Linked DNA regions of Manis pentadactyla: region 1 is linked to region 2. A link is a contact called in public Hi-C data. All regions are on one chromosome and are shown on one strand. The core of a region is the stretch at or near the end of the contact, and the rest is flanking DNA. Distances in the headings are between cores, read along the strand shown. Region 1 holds the start of TIGD3 (tigger transposable element derived 3). Region 2 holds the start of SCYL1 (SCY1 like pseudokinase 1).

The links. Hi-C and Micro-C count contacts between places; a contact is called where the count stands out from the background.
Region 1: a Hi-C map of fibroblasts shows a contact between it and region 2, with 5 times the contacts expected there. The contact joins the promoter of TIGD3 here to the promoter of SCYL1 in region 2. A contact is called at or near these places in 2 of 3 Hi-C or Micro-C datasets (fibroblasts and skin fibroblasts).

Annotation. Positions count from the first base shown.
Region 1 is chr9:13,065,352-13,071,961 of mManPen7.hap1, reverse strand. TIGD3 (tigger transposable element derived 3) reads left to right here and starts at 3,589. Exons shown (of 2, transcript XM_036928355.2): 1 at 3,589-3,815; 2 at 4,736-6,523. The coding sequence starts at 4,752. The coding sequence ends at 6,167. It overlaps DPF2 (double PHD fingers 2), which reads left to right. Exons shown (of 11, transcript XM_036928438.2): 11 at 520-1,815. The coding sequence ends at 596.
Region 2 is chr9:12,929,927-12,936,643 of mManPen7.hap1, reverse strand. SCYL1 (SCY1 like pseudokinase 1) reads left to right here and starts at 2,114. Exons shown (of 18, transcript XM_036928973.2): 1 at 2,114-2,305; 2 at 2,649-2,789; 3 at 2,918-3,040; 4 at 3,120-3,346; 5 at 3,763-3,853; 6 at 3,928-4,083; 7 at 6,392-6,550. The coding sequence starts at 2,195.

The DNA.
Region 1 (6,610 bases), core at 2,340-4,839, 130 kb before region 2:
AGTTTGCCCCTTTTTCCTTTAATGGGTCTTTAGCCTCTGCTCAGATACCTGGTGATGTTGAGAAGCCCGTCTCATCTTCCCATGGTTTTCACAGAAAGCTGTCTTACTGGTTTCATTAGAGCCTCTACCCAAGATCTTTATTCTAACCGTTGGGCCATGATAGGAGGCATAGTTCTTCCGTAATTCCAAGTCTGAAGCTGGGATGCTTTAAATTAATCTGCTCAAGCCCTCCTTCTAGAGATTCTGATTGGTATGGCCAAGGGACCAGGCAGGGTGGGAGGAGTCTGTTCTGGAAAAGTCCTCCAGGTCATTCTTTCATTTCCACTGAAAATGACTTTTCATGGTATTTGGAGACCTAGAGGTTCCTCCCAGCTTAGGATAACTATGAAACTTTGCTACTCAGAATATCTCCCATCTTCGTAGCTACTGATCCTGCTACTGGAGAAGTGTGGGGAATTGGAAGGACAGCACATTAGGATTATGTGTGACCCATCCTGATCCTCTCATGTTCCTCTGCAGGGAGTTGGAGCTGCCACTTGTGTCTGGACCTGTTGAAGGAGAAAGCTTCCATCTATCAGAACCAGAATTCCTCTTGATGTGGCCACCCCACCACCACCCCACTCCCCCGATACATCTAGGGCTGTTTATCTCCTTTCTTGTTTTTCATACCCACCTTTTCCTTCCTCCTCTTTTACAAGTCCAGAGAAACTTGGGGTGGTTGCGCCAACCTGCCTTTGGCAGCAGCAAGCTGAGGTGGCAGCTCTGACTGCCTCTGGCCCCAGGCCCTCAGGGAGAACCGAGCAGCACACTCCCCCAAGGTGCCCCTGTGGGCCAGCTTCTCACTGCTCTCCGTGAAGTGCATTTACTCCGCTCGCCTTGGGCCCCGGCCCTGGGATCACAGGGTTCATACAGTCCGCTCTGAGAAAGAGTGGGGAGCAGCTCCTCCTCTCGGCTGCCTCCACTCTGGTTCCCAGGGTTTCCCCTTCCCCCAGAGATGAGCCAGGCTGGGGAGTGGCTGGGAGTGAGCAACTCAGCAGGCTGAGGCCGGGCTTGTGGGGAACTTTCCATGCCCTTCGTGCTGCTTAGCCTAGCCACCACCTTCCCCCAGAGTGGCTTCTGCAGTCCTCTGTTGCTGCTATCTGGGATCCTTTGCTGGAGCCAGGACGCTCTTGGTCACCCGCCTGGCCCCGTCCTGCCCCACTCTACCCCACTTCAGGGGGTGTAGCCGCTTTACCCTGATTCTTGTGCTTAACTAGCACATGCTTACAGGCGGTCTCTAGTGACTGAAGCATTCCCCACCCTTGGAATTTCCTATTTTCTGCCTCCCTCATTCCCTTTAGTTTTGTGGGGAGAGGGGAAGTATCAAGGGGCCAGGCCAGAAGCTTGGGGGCCACAGGGAGATGTTGGATAATGTGCCTGTTTTTTAACTCGATGAAAAAGCCTACCTCCGAAATCCCCTTCTCTTCCTAGACCTGGGCATTCAGCTCCTGCCCTTAACCGAATTGGGAGCCTCTGCCTCCTGCTGTTTATCCTGGCTCCTGAGTCACAGGGAAGCCACATAGACATCCCTTTCTTCCCTTGCACGCTCAGCTAGCAGCTGGTAAGGTCTTCAACCCTGATTCCTCAGTTTTTCTGCCTGGTGACACTGAACATTAAGTAGTGGGGGGATAGTCCATACCAGGACACCCTGAAGTGGCCTTTCCCTTGGCCATGGGCAGGCCCTATGATTTGGAGTTGAGGTGTCATTTTTCTTTCTTTGCTTTCTTAGTTCCTGTATTCTAAAACATTAGTACAAATAAACATTTTTACACAGAGTCCCCTGCTGAATGGTTTGTCTGCTGATTCCTCTTCCTGGCTAAGGTCACTTCATCCTTAAACTGTCTTTTATAGGGCAATGGTTTTTAAATGTTGTGAAATAGTTTGTTTTTTCCCCAAAATCAGAATTTTTGCTGAATCCCACCCAGTATGTAAAGCAGATAAAAATTAGATAGTTTTAATTTCTTAGGTAAACTGAATTTAAAATAATTATTTGAAATAATGAAGGTTTGATTAATACAAAATTTGGGTTACAATCGACTTTAGCATCCTTATAATTTCTGTATTTTGGTTGGTCCTGAGGAAACCCTGCTAGACTTGTATATGCAAGTGGTGAAGTTTATAACAGTTGACCTTCCAATTTCAGGTGCTTAAAATGGGTCCAGAAACATTTGAAAGAATTAGTGACACAGAAGACTAAAGACCTCAGTGGGACACCTGCAAGTTTCTTGCACAAGTAGTGAGCCTGAGCAGAGGCGCTTCAGCCTTGCTTGCCTGGTGTTCGTTCATTCCAGTGCAGTGTGCGGGCACTTGGCCAGTAGTGCAGCATTGCAGCCATCCTTGGCATGTGTATGTGCACAAAAAGGTTTCCTTTTTATCAACTATTGACAGCTACCATAGTGGATCTTATGTATCTCACTGAGTGTATTTTGAAGTTCTAAAACTTTTAAAAGTTTAAAAGCATCACAATCCCCCTGAAGTTTCCTTAGGGTTTTCTGGAACAGTGTGAAAGCCACTTGTTACCTACTGGAAGGCAGTGGCCTAGGCCTTTGCATTCAGGAAGTGAGCAGGGTATTCTGGGGGTGGGAATTGTTAGGAACAGAGCAGAGTCCCTGTCCTCATGGTTTTACATGGAAGTAAGGCAGAGCAGAGGGAGTAAATCAATGGTCCTTGGTGGTTGAGCAGTCTTAGGGACCAGAAAATAAACGTAAAAAGAAAGTTAAGAAATTAGAACGTTGTAGCAGGCATAAGAAAAGTTGAAAAAGGTTTGCAAGAAGTGGGATTTAGGATGGGGCCAAAAAGCATCAGCCAGTAGGGTTTGGGTGGGAGGAAGCCTGTTAAAAAGACGGGATCTCATCTGTGGCCCCAGTCTTCCACTCGGCTGTGAGGCGCGGCGAGAGGCAGGTCCGGAAAACAGGCTGAAAGCGAAGGTAGAGAACCCTGGGCGCAGGTTAGGATGACTTCATTTAATTGCAGAGACTAGGTACGTACAGAACTGAAGGTTACCAAGGAAGGGAATGACATTACATCTTGAGTTTAGGAACTTGAATCTTGCCAACAGGTGCCAAAACTAATAAAACTTAGTCTTTACTCGCCCTAAATCAGAACTGGCCCCAGGCTGGTAGTTGGTCCATAGCTGGGCTGGTTGACGTGAGGCCAGCGCTGTCCATGGTAACGGCTTTTGTGTAGCCGAAAGCTTGCATCCATTTTCTCAAAACCACTCCGTGAGGGATATAACCCTCTGTGATAGATGAGGAGGCTGCGGCTGCCTAGGGTCTCGGCTAGAAGCCCTTGGGACGCCAGGTCCTCTCTCTGTCCCCAACTCTGCCCCGAGGCTCGTCCGGCTGGGAGGGTGGGTCCCCAGCCGCGGCCTGGCCCCGCGGACTCCGGCCCGGGCTTGGCTCCGCCTCGCCGCCGCCTCGCGTTGTAAGCCCCGCCCCCTGGAGGGACCGACGAACCGCCACTTCGCCACGTCCAATGAAACTTAGCCAGGGGCGGGACGGGACGCTACTGAAGGCCAATCTGATTGGTCTGGGGCGGGGCTGCGGCGGGTGGGAGCCTGGCCGCGGCACCGCGATCTTCCCAGCCCGGAGAGAGCCCAGCGCGGGCGGCGCGCACCGGGCCTTGCTGTGCGCGCGCCCGCGCCCACGCAGCCCCTCGGCCCGCTCCGCCCTCTGGGTCGTGGCGCCCGTCCCTCCCCTGCTCTCCCGTCGCCGCCCGGACAGCGGCTCGGGAGCTGGGCCGGGGCAGGGGCGGGAGCCGCGGGACGAGCGCCTGAGGTGGGTTCGGAGCGGGAGGCCGCGAGGCCGGGAGGTGGGGAGGCCGAACGGACGGGCGCTTGCGTCCACCACGCCGACGGACCCCGCGTCGAGGTGGGGAGAGGCTGCCCAGGTTGCGGAGCCCAGCTCCGGGCCGGCCTAGGTCCCAGGCACTCGTGCCCGCTCCTGGAACCCTTCCCAGGCCATCCCCCTCTCGGGGGACACCCTTGCCCCTCTCGCTGCCCGCGGCCTCCTCACCCCTCTTGCCCTTTGTCGCCTGTGCACCTGCCCTCTTGGCCCTGTGCTCCCACTCTTCCTCCAGGCAGGGTCTCCGCCGAGCCTTACCTCCTCAGGACCCAGCACCAAATCAGACTCGCTTCTTCAGCCCCCATCCGTCCTCTTTGTCGTCTGTACATCTGTCACCCAACTCTGTGCACCCACTCCAACACCCCGCCCCCGACTATCTGCATCCAAATCCTGCCCAGACCATCATGCCCTCCCCTTCCCAGGGGTTCCTCCCCCAGCCTTGATTATCTCTTCACCTGCCCCTTTAGCCCCAGCCCCACGTCCTCCCCGCTCCACACCCCTTTGTTGTCTGCAGCTGCCCTGTCAGCTCTGCTCATTGGCTGCCCCAAACCCCAGGCCAGACTCCCTTCTCCATCTGACGGGGGCCAGGCCTCCCCAGCTCCGTTCTGGCGTTCCTCCGGATTACTGCCTAGCCCAGTGTTCACCCAGCCTGGCCGCTTCCCTTCCTTCAGGCCAGCCTGCTCTCCTCCGACCCAGCGTACCCCCCACCCTCTCCCACCCAGTCCCATCTGCCCTGGCCTTGCCCACACACTGGCCTATTTCCTGTCCTCCTAGATTCTCTTTTCCTTCCTGTGCTCCTCTCCCATGCCTCCTGGTCTCAGCCACCTGTACCCTGCTGTGTCCAACCCCCAAAGGTGCCGTAAAGACGCCATGGAGCTGAGCAGCAAGAAGAAGCTTCATGCCCTGTCTCTGGCTGAAAAGATCCAGGTGCTGGAACTCCTGGATGAGTCCAAGATGTCCCAGTCAGAGGTGGCCCGGCGCTTCCAGGTCTCCCAGCCCCAAATCTCACGCATCTGCAAGAATAAGGAGAAGCTGCTGGCGGACTGGTGCAGCGGCACAGCCAACCGCGAGCGGAAGCGCAAGCGGGAGTCCAAGTACAGCGGGATCGACGAGGCTCTGCTCTGTTGGTACCACATTGCCCGGACCAAGGCCTGGGACGTGACGGGGCCCATGCTGCTCCACAAAGCCAAGGAGCTGGCGGACATCATGGGCCAGGATTTTGTGCCCAGCATCGGCTGGCTGGTCCGCTGGAAACGCCGAAACAATGTAGGCTTTGGGGCCCGCCATGTACTTGCAACTCCGTTCCCCCCTGAGCCGCCTTCCTCAGGCCCCATGGCCCAAGCCCAGCTGCCTCTTTCCCTTAAAGACTTCTCCCCAGAGGACCTTTTTGGCTGTGTGGAAGTGCCCTTGTTCTATCGGGCAGTGCCCGGCAGAGTGGGTATATGTGATCAAGTACAGGTGCTGCTCTGTGCCAACAGCAGAGGCACAGAGAAGCGGCGGGTCTTGGTCAGTGGGCTCCAGGCTGCATCAAGGTGCTTCTTTGGGGTCAGCAGTGAGGCTCTGCCCGCCTCCTACCACCCTGACCTGGGCATCCCCTGGTCAGAGTGGTTGGCACAGTTTGATCGGGACATGGGGCAGCAAGGCCGACAGGTAGCCTTGCTGCTGGCTGCCCGAGTGGCAGAGGAGTTGGCAGGCCTGCCTGGGCTCTGCCATGTGAGGCTCTTGCCTCTGTCCGCTGCTGGCATCATGCCTTCCCTGCCTAGCTCCGTGGTCCGGTCCTTTAAGGCCCATTACCGGCACCGTCTGTTGGGCAAGCTGGCTGCCATCCAGAGCAAGAGGGCTGGCACCTCACTGGCTGAGGCTGGGGCAGGCGTCACAGGGCTGGATGCTCTGCACATGGCGGCGGCAGCCTGGGCCAAGGTGCCTCCCCAGCTCATTGTCAGCAGCTTCATTCAGGAGGGGCTGGCTCCCTGGAAAATGCCTCTGTCCCCAGACAAAGCCTCTGAGATGCCGCCAGCCCCTGGTGGGCTGAGCCACGAGGAGTTTTCCCGCTTTGTGGATCTGGAGGGTGAGGGGCCTGTGTCTGGAGCATGCAAAGAGGAGACGGGCACGGAAGGTGAGGAGGGGGCTGGAGAGGATGGCTTCGAGTCTCTGCCCACCAAAGCCGATGCCCTCCGGGCCCTGGGCACACTAAGGAGATGGTTTGAGTGCAATAGCACCTCTCCTGAACTATTTGAAAAATTCTATGCCTGTGAGGAGGAGGTGGAGCGGCTCTGTTGCCTGTGAAGGCCCCCTCAGGACGCCAGAGCCCCCTCCTCTCCTGTTTCCCATGGAAACGCCCTCTCTCAGAAGGCAGGTGGGTGGCTGGTGTCTTTCCCATGGAAATGGAGCTTTTGTGAAAGGTGTAGAAGGGAGAAAAGTTGGGAGACCAAGTCTGAGCTCTGAGCGAAGGTGGTCCATCCATCCTTGAGAAGAGGGGTCCAGAGATGGGGGCTGCAGGAGTGAAGCCAGGTGGTGGAGCTTCTGAACCTCAAGGGAGGCTGGGACTTGGGAAAGTGGGATTTGGGGTTTATAGACAGGCTGATCCCTGACCTTTGGGTTAAAGAGTTCTGCTTCTAGAAATAAAGCTTTTAATCAGACAAGAGGCCAGGGTGTTATTTTCATGGGAGAAAGGTGAAAACTTTCAACTCAGATTTGTTTGATTTCTGTGGGGGTCTGGGCTGTCTGCC
Region 2 (6,717 bases), core at 865-3,364:
TACCCATTTTACAGATGAGAAAACTGAGGTACAAAGAGAGGAAATAACTTGTCCAAAGTCACATGGCTCATAAGCAGCAGAGCTGGGATACAGGCTGTCTGACACCATAATTGAGGCTCTAACAACTACACAACTTTGTGTAAATGTTTGCATACTTGAATGAGGGATTGTGTAGCATACATCTTTAGAAGTGGAATTACTGGGGCAAAGTAACACTTATTGCCAACTTGTCCTTCACTACAGCTGTGCCAACTAATCCCCACCAGCAGTGCCTGAAATCCTGAACTCCTCCTTGCCCCAACTCTTGATGCTCTGAGGGCAGAATATTACTTGAATATACAACCAAAGAATTTTTCAAGTTCTTATCAATTGAGTAACAGAAAAATGTTTTTATTTCATGAGAGGAGAGGAACACTACTTTCTTAATAATAAATAAAAAGTTACAGTGAGAATAAAGACATCAGTTTCCTGGAGAAAATTAAAACATTCAGTTAGGTTGCTATATTGCAAGACTGAAAAAAATGTCCTAAGCCTGGCGGTGATCACAGCTTTATTTCCTTACCCTCTACCTTGTCAGGGGCACCGTGTTTGAGGGTTTAAGTTTCTTGCCTTCATGGATTGTTTTCACCTCCTGTGCCATCTTCTGAAGATCTCTGGTTAATACATCACTTCCAGCACTGGGCTCTTCCTATCACTTCCTTTTTATTTTTCATTTATGCTACGTCTTGTTTACAAGTTCCTTTCCAAAGCTTTCCATTTCCCTCTCCAGTGTGCTATTTATATGGGGCTAAATACTTCCACTGACTACCACGGTGAATACTTACACAGTTACTTTTATGTCTTCACTTACAGATGAGGAAAAGGGATACAGTGACTTGCCCAAGATCCCATAGAAATGGGATTTGAACCCAGGCATCGGCCTCTAGGCTCTGCTGCTTGCCATCCTATTGTATCTCCTCTGGAGCAACCAACCTCCTGCTCTGAGCAGCCAACGCTGCATGTGATCCTCCCTCTGTGTGACTGTCCTTCCTGCCCACGTACTTGGATGAGGAAAGGGAGAGAATGAGTCTCTGCTGAGGGGCTCTTCTGTGTCAGGTGAGGCGCAGGGCACTGTTCATCCTAATTTATAGATGGGGGAACTGAGGCTCCCAGAAGGTAAGGTGAGTTTGCAGTCAGTGAGAGGAGCTGAGCCAGGGTTTGAACCAGCCCTGCTGACTTGGCATCCCTGCCATTGAATCTGCTCCCAAAGGCATCCCAAGCAGGTATTTCATAATCAGTTCCAGGATCTCACTGACACTCCACAAGGTGTGGCTGCGGGACTGTCCCCAACCCTGGGTCCCCTGCTTGTCCAGCCCCTCCCGGACGCTGGCTCTGTCCAGCTAAGAGGCTGCATCCCTGCCAGTGTCACTGGCGTTAGAGCTGCTGACACCACCTTACCACTGCCGGCCCCTGTCCACACAGGCACTCAGAGCCTGGAGGAGATGCCGGCCTTCTAGACTAGGGAGTCGGGTCTGCTGGGCCCAGGAGAGCAGGGCCCCTGCTGGCCCTCTGGCCTCTTCTGGACATACTGGGCTACTCCTCCTCCACCTGACTCCTTTCCTGGGGTCACTGCCTCTTCCTCCGCCGCAGGTCCCCTCTCCTGCTGCGGGGCTCCTGGACTCCCTTGGAGTCCCTCCCCACGCCCTTTCTCAGGGGCTCTGCCTCCTGTGCCCCTCCCCTGGTCACCCCGTCATTTCACCAGCACGGACGCCTCCCTGGGGCTCTCCCACCGGCTGGTGAGACAGAGCATCTGGCCCGGGGACAAGCACTCTCCCTGAGCCTCTACCTCACTCCTTACGGCACCCTTTCAGCACTTCCTTTTCCATCCTCCTCCCTGCCTCGGTTTCTCCGTCCTCGGTGCCTTCTCAGTCCTTATAATAACGCTAGGAGGTGGACTCTACGCCCCACATTTTTGACTTAAGGAAGGACCCGGAAGCTCAGTGTCTGAGGGACCCGCCCACGCCCCCTACGTCACTGGCGGCCCTCGGCCCGCGCGCGTTGCGCGGAGAATGAGTTGCTCCGGCCCCGCCCCCACCATGGCCCTCCCCCAGCCGCGCGGCCCCGCCCCGCCCCGGCTCGGGCCGCCGGAGGAGCGGGCGCTGAGGCTCCCGAGCTCGCGGCGGCGGCGGCGGCGGCGGCGGCGGCGGCGGGAACGATGTGGTTCTTTGCCCGAGACCCGGTCCGGGACTTTCCATTCGAGCTCAGCCCGGAGCCCCCCGAGAACGGCCCGCCCGGACCCTGGGTCCTGCACCGCGGCCGCAAGAAGGTGAGAACTGCCCTGCTCCGAAGGCCGCGGCAGACCTCGGCCTCGCCTGGGCAGCGCCGCCGGCGCCGCCGCGTCGCGCCCCGCCTGACGTGGCTGCGGAGCCTCCGGGGTAACGGGCCGGGGAAGGGGCACTACCAGTGTCGACGTGGCGGACGGAAGGATCTAGGGCCCGACAGGCGGACGGAACCGGGGTCACGTGGCTCAACTAAGTCCCCGGGGGCTGACCTGGGGAGAGGCCCGCCAGGGGGCCTTTCCTTAGGCACGTAACAGGTGTGGGGACCTGCGCGAGGTTGGAGCGGTCAGCCCCGGCCCCGCGCAAACCCCCGAGGCCTTTCTCCCCCAGGCCACAGGCAGCCCGGTGTCTATCTTTGTGTATGATGTGAAGCCAGGCGCCGAAGAGCAGACCCAGGTGGCCAAAGCTGCCTTCAAGCGCCTCAAAACTCTTCGGCACCCCAACATTCTGGCCTACATCGATGGGCTGGAGGTACTTGTCGCCCCTCAGTTTCCACCCCTCTGCCTCAGCACCCCCAGATTTGACGTTCCCTTATCCATTCCTCTCCCCCATCATGTCTCTCATTTCCCCTTCCTGTCTTCATCCCGTATCCCCTTCAGACAGACAAATGCCTCCACGTAGTGACAGAGGCTGTCACCCCACTGGGAATGTACCTCAAGGCACGAGTAGAGGCTGGTGGCCTGAAGGAGCTGGAGCTCTCCTGGGGGCTACACCAGATTGTGGTGAGGTGGGGGGTAGTGGTGATGTGGGCAGGGGTGGGGGCTTTGGGTGCTGGGGTGTGATGGCTCCTTCTGTCCCCAGAAAGCTCTTAGCTTCCTGGTCAACGACTGCAGCCTCATCCACAACAATGTCTGCATGGCAGCTGTGTTCGTGGACCGTGCTGGCGAGTGGAAGCTTGGGGGCCTGGACTACATGTACTCGGCCCAGGGCAATGGTGGGGGACCCCCCCACAAGGGGATCCCTGAGCTCGAGCAGTATGACCCCCCTGAGTTGGCTGATGGCAGTGGCAGAGCAGTCAGAGAGAAGTGGTGGGTGACTGGGGATAGTATGCCCCAACCAGCCCTGTTCTAGAGGCCCCTGCAGCTAGCTGGCATTCCCCTGTCCCCTGCTGCCCAACTTGGGAGGGAACCAAGGTCTTCATGTGGAACCCACTTTTCTGCTCCCAGGATCCTCAGGGAGGTAGAACAAGATAAACATAAACTTTGGAGTTAGGTGGTTCTGAATTTGAAAGTTGACCTGGGGTGGACAACCTTGCTTCTCCAAGCCTTGGTTTCTTTATCTGTTAAATGGGGCTAATGAAACCTGCTTTTGGGGGCTAATGGGAGGATCTGTGGGGGGACACAGCCCAGAGTCTGCCATGTAGTCAGTACCTGGTGCCCAGGGCAGGTTGGAGGCCTGTGCTGGCAGGTGGCAGGGCCTTGAGCAGCTTTGGTCACTGTCTCAGGTCAGCTGATATGTGGCGCTTGGGCTGCCTCATTTGGGAAGTCTTCAACGGGCCCCTACCTCGGGCAGCTGCTCTGCGCAACCCTGGAAAGGTGAGTGTCCGACCCGACTCCAGCCCCTCCCTGTCAGCCAGCCAGCCCTGCCTTGACACTGATCCTTCCCACAGGTCCCCAAATCGCTGGTGCCCCACTACTGTGAGCTGGTTGGAGCCAACCCCAAGGTGCGCCCCAATCCAGCCCGTTTCCTGCAGAACTGCCGGGCGCCTGGTGGCTTCATGAACAACCGCTTTGTGGAGACCAATCTCTTCCTGGAAGAGATTCAGGTGAGCCCCTCACCCGACCCCGGGCTTTGGTCCTGCATTCCTTACCCCTGTCCCCTCTCCACTTTGCTGGCTCCCGCATATATAGTCCCTTGGAGACAAGCACAGACTGCGGAGCCAGGCTCTCTGGGCTCAAACCCCGGCTCCACCTCTTATTTACTGTGTGACTTCCCTTGGCTGAAGCTCAGTCCTACTTCAAAGGAAACCCCTACTTCACAGGCACATGCTGAGGATTCAGTAACTTAAAGTGCATAGTTAGAGTGTCTGGCACATAGTAGGTGCTTAGTGACTGCTCATGGCACTCCATTAACTCCGCACGTACATTCTGGCCTAGTCTCTGATGCGTTCCATGCCTGGTGCTGAGCTGCGGTGGGGGCAGCAGGGGAAGGAGGAAGAGTCAGACCCAGATCCTTACCCTAGCATCTAGCAGGGAGTAGGCAGACCAGGTCCCCACCCCTGGGGACTCACTGGAGGAAGGGGACAGAAACATATAAACGAGGACATGTGCGCTCCCTGGGATGGGCCCAACTGCCAGGAAGGAAACTAGCGGGGGGCAAGGGGATCAGGGAGGGGCTCCTGCAGGGTGAGCTGAGACCTGAAGGGTGTGCAGGTGGGAGCCAGAGGGATGGTAACTGGGGAAAAGCATTCTAGGCAGAGGGAACAGCAAATGGAAAGATGTGAGGAGGGAGTCCTCGGCTTCGCCTCTCTGAGCCTCTGTATCTATGTAGTGGGCGTACGAGTGGTATCTGCTGGTCCGTAGGGCTGTTGTAGGGAACGGAGGAGGGGGGCTCTGCTATGACTCCTGCTCTGATATGGTGTGGGGGGGGCACACGGAGAGGTGGCCGAGAGAGGGCCTTTGGGGGATGGGGACCCTGAGCTGCATCTTGAAGAAGCGTTGGAAATGCTGAGCCCTGTTGCCCCTAGGCAGTGTGGGGGCAGCAGTTTTTGTTACACAGAGGTCTCCCCACATGGTGCCTCAGCAAGGCTGCACTTCTTAAAATGTGCCCTATAGGAAATAGGCTGTTTCTGGCCAGTCCGTGGGGGAACGTAGGAGGGCAGTGGCCAGGGGTGCCCTTCCTGTCGTTGGGTGGAGTGGTAGAGACAGCCCAGTTGTCTCTCCATGTGTGACCTTGGCTGTGGTTTGGCCTTTTCCTGGGCCTTGCCTCACCCCCCCACCCCTGCTGTCAGAGCACCAACCCTGCCTCCCACACTGGACTAAGCTGTTCTGGAGCCAACCAGGTCCTCCTCATCCCCAGCCAGAGGCTGCCTCTTCTGGGCTAGGATCAGCTCTGGGGGTGAGGAATCAGCAGAGAGTACAGGAATTTTGGAAGCGACACAGGACTGGGTTATATTCACTACCCGATCACTATTGGCTGGTGACCTTGAGCCTCAGCCTTCTCATTTGTAAAGGGAATGATGGCACCTCCTCACAGGGTGTAGCACTGCAGAGGTACCAGACCACTGAGCCAAATCCTTTCCTGACTGCAGCTTAGCTGTGTGACTTCAGTCAAGCTCCTTGCCCTTTCTGTGCCTCAGCTTCCCTCTTGGAGTAAATGTGGATTATGTTGGCAGCTACCTCATATAGTTGTGGGGAGGATTATTTAACCTGTGGAAAGGTTTTAGTATATAGCCCTGCCTGGCACTCTGTCCCGAGGAAATGTGAGTTGGGCTATTAGAGCCTCAGAAGGAGGTCAGGAGGACTACCGAAGACCTTTGACTTGACAGCCTGGCCTGCTCGGGCTCATGGCAGGACCAGGTCTGGGGCAAACTGCACCCAATCTCTGCCTGCCCACAGCCTGCTGTGAGCTCCACCCCATGGGGAGTTGCCAGGGCCCGGGAACAGAGTAAGCCTCTTCACCTCTCTGAGCCTCAGTTTCCTGACTGTGTTGGGCTGATGGCACTCACACCTTGTATTGTTAGGAAGAGTCAAGGTGACGCTGATAAAGGGCCCCATCACTCATGTAGCTGTGTTCCTAGTGGCCTGTCAGGTGGCAGTGGGTAGCAGGACAGCCACGACTGAGCAGCTGTGTGCCAGGCACCGTGCTGGCAGCCTGTATGTGCACTTGCTGGTTGACTCCTCAGATTCAACCTGTGAAGTAGTAGAGTTATTATCCCACTTTATAAGCGGAGGAACTTGCCCGAGGTCACACAACCAATAAATGGGGGAGCTGGGATTTGAACCCAGGCAGTTGGGTTAAGTTCAAGCTTAAGTTCACCTTCAAGCTGAGGGTGACCCCCTGTCCTTGCCCATGGCTGGGGAGGGCCATGACCAGGCTGATTTCCTCCCTGCATCCTGTCGTTGCTCCTCCAGATCAAAGAGCCAGCTGAGAAGCAAAAGTTCTTCCAAGAACTGAGCAAGAGCCTAGACTCATTCCCTGAAGATTTCTGCCGGCACAAGGTACTGCCCCAGCTGCTGACTGCCTTCGAGTTCGGCAATGCGGGGGCTGTTGTCCTCACGCCCCTCTTCAAGGTGAGTGGGGCCTGTGGGGTGAAGAGACTGGCTGGGTAGGTCTGAATGGCAGAAGGGGTAGAGCCCCCGCTAGGATAGGGCCAGCCCTGCGGGGCATCCTGGGGAGGGGCAGCCTGGTTTGGGCAGACCCAAGCCCACGGGAGGAAGCGCTTCCTGCCAACATTCCA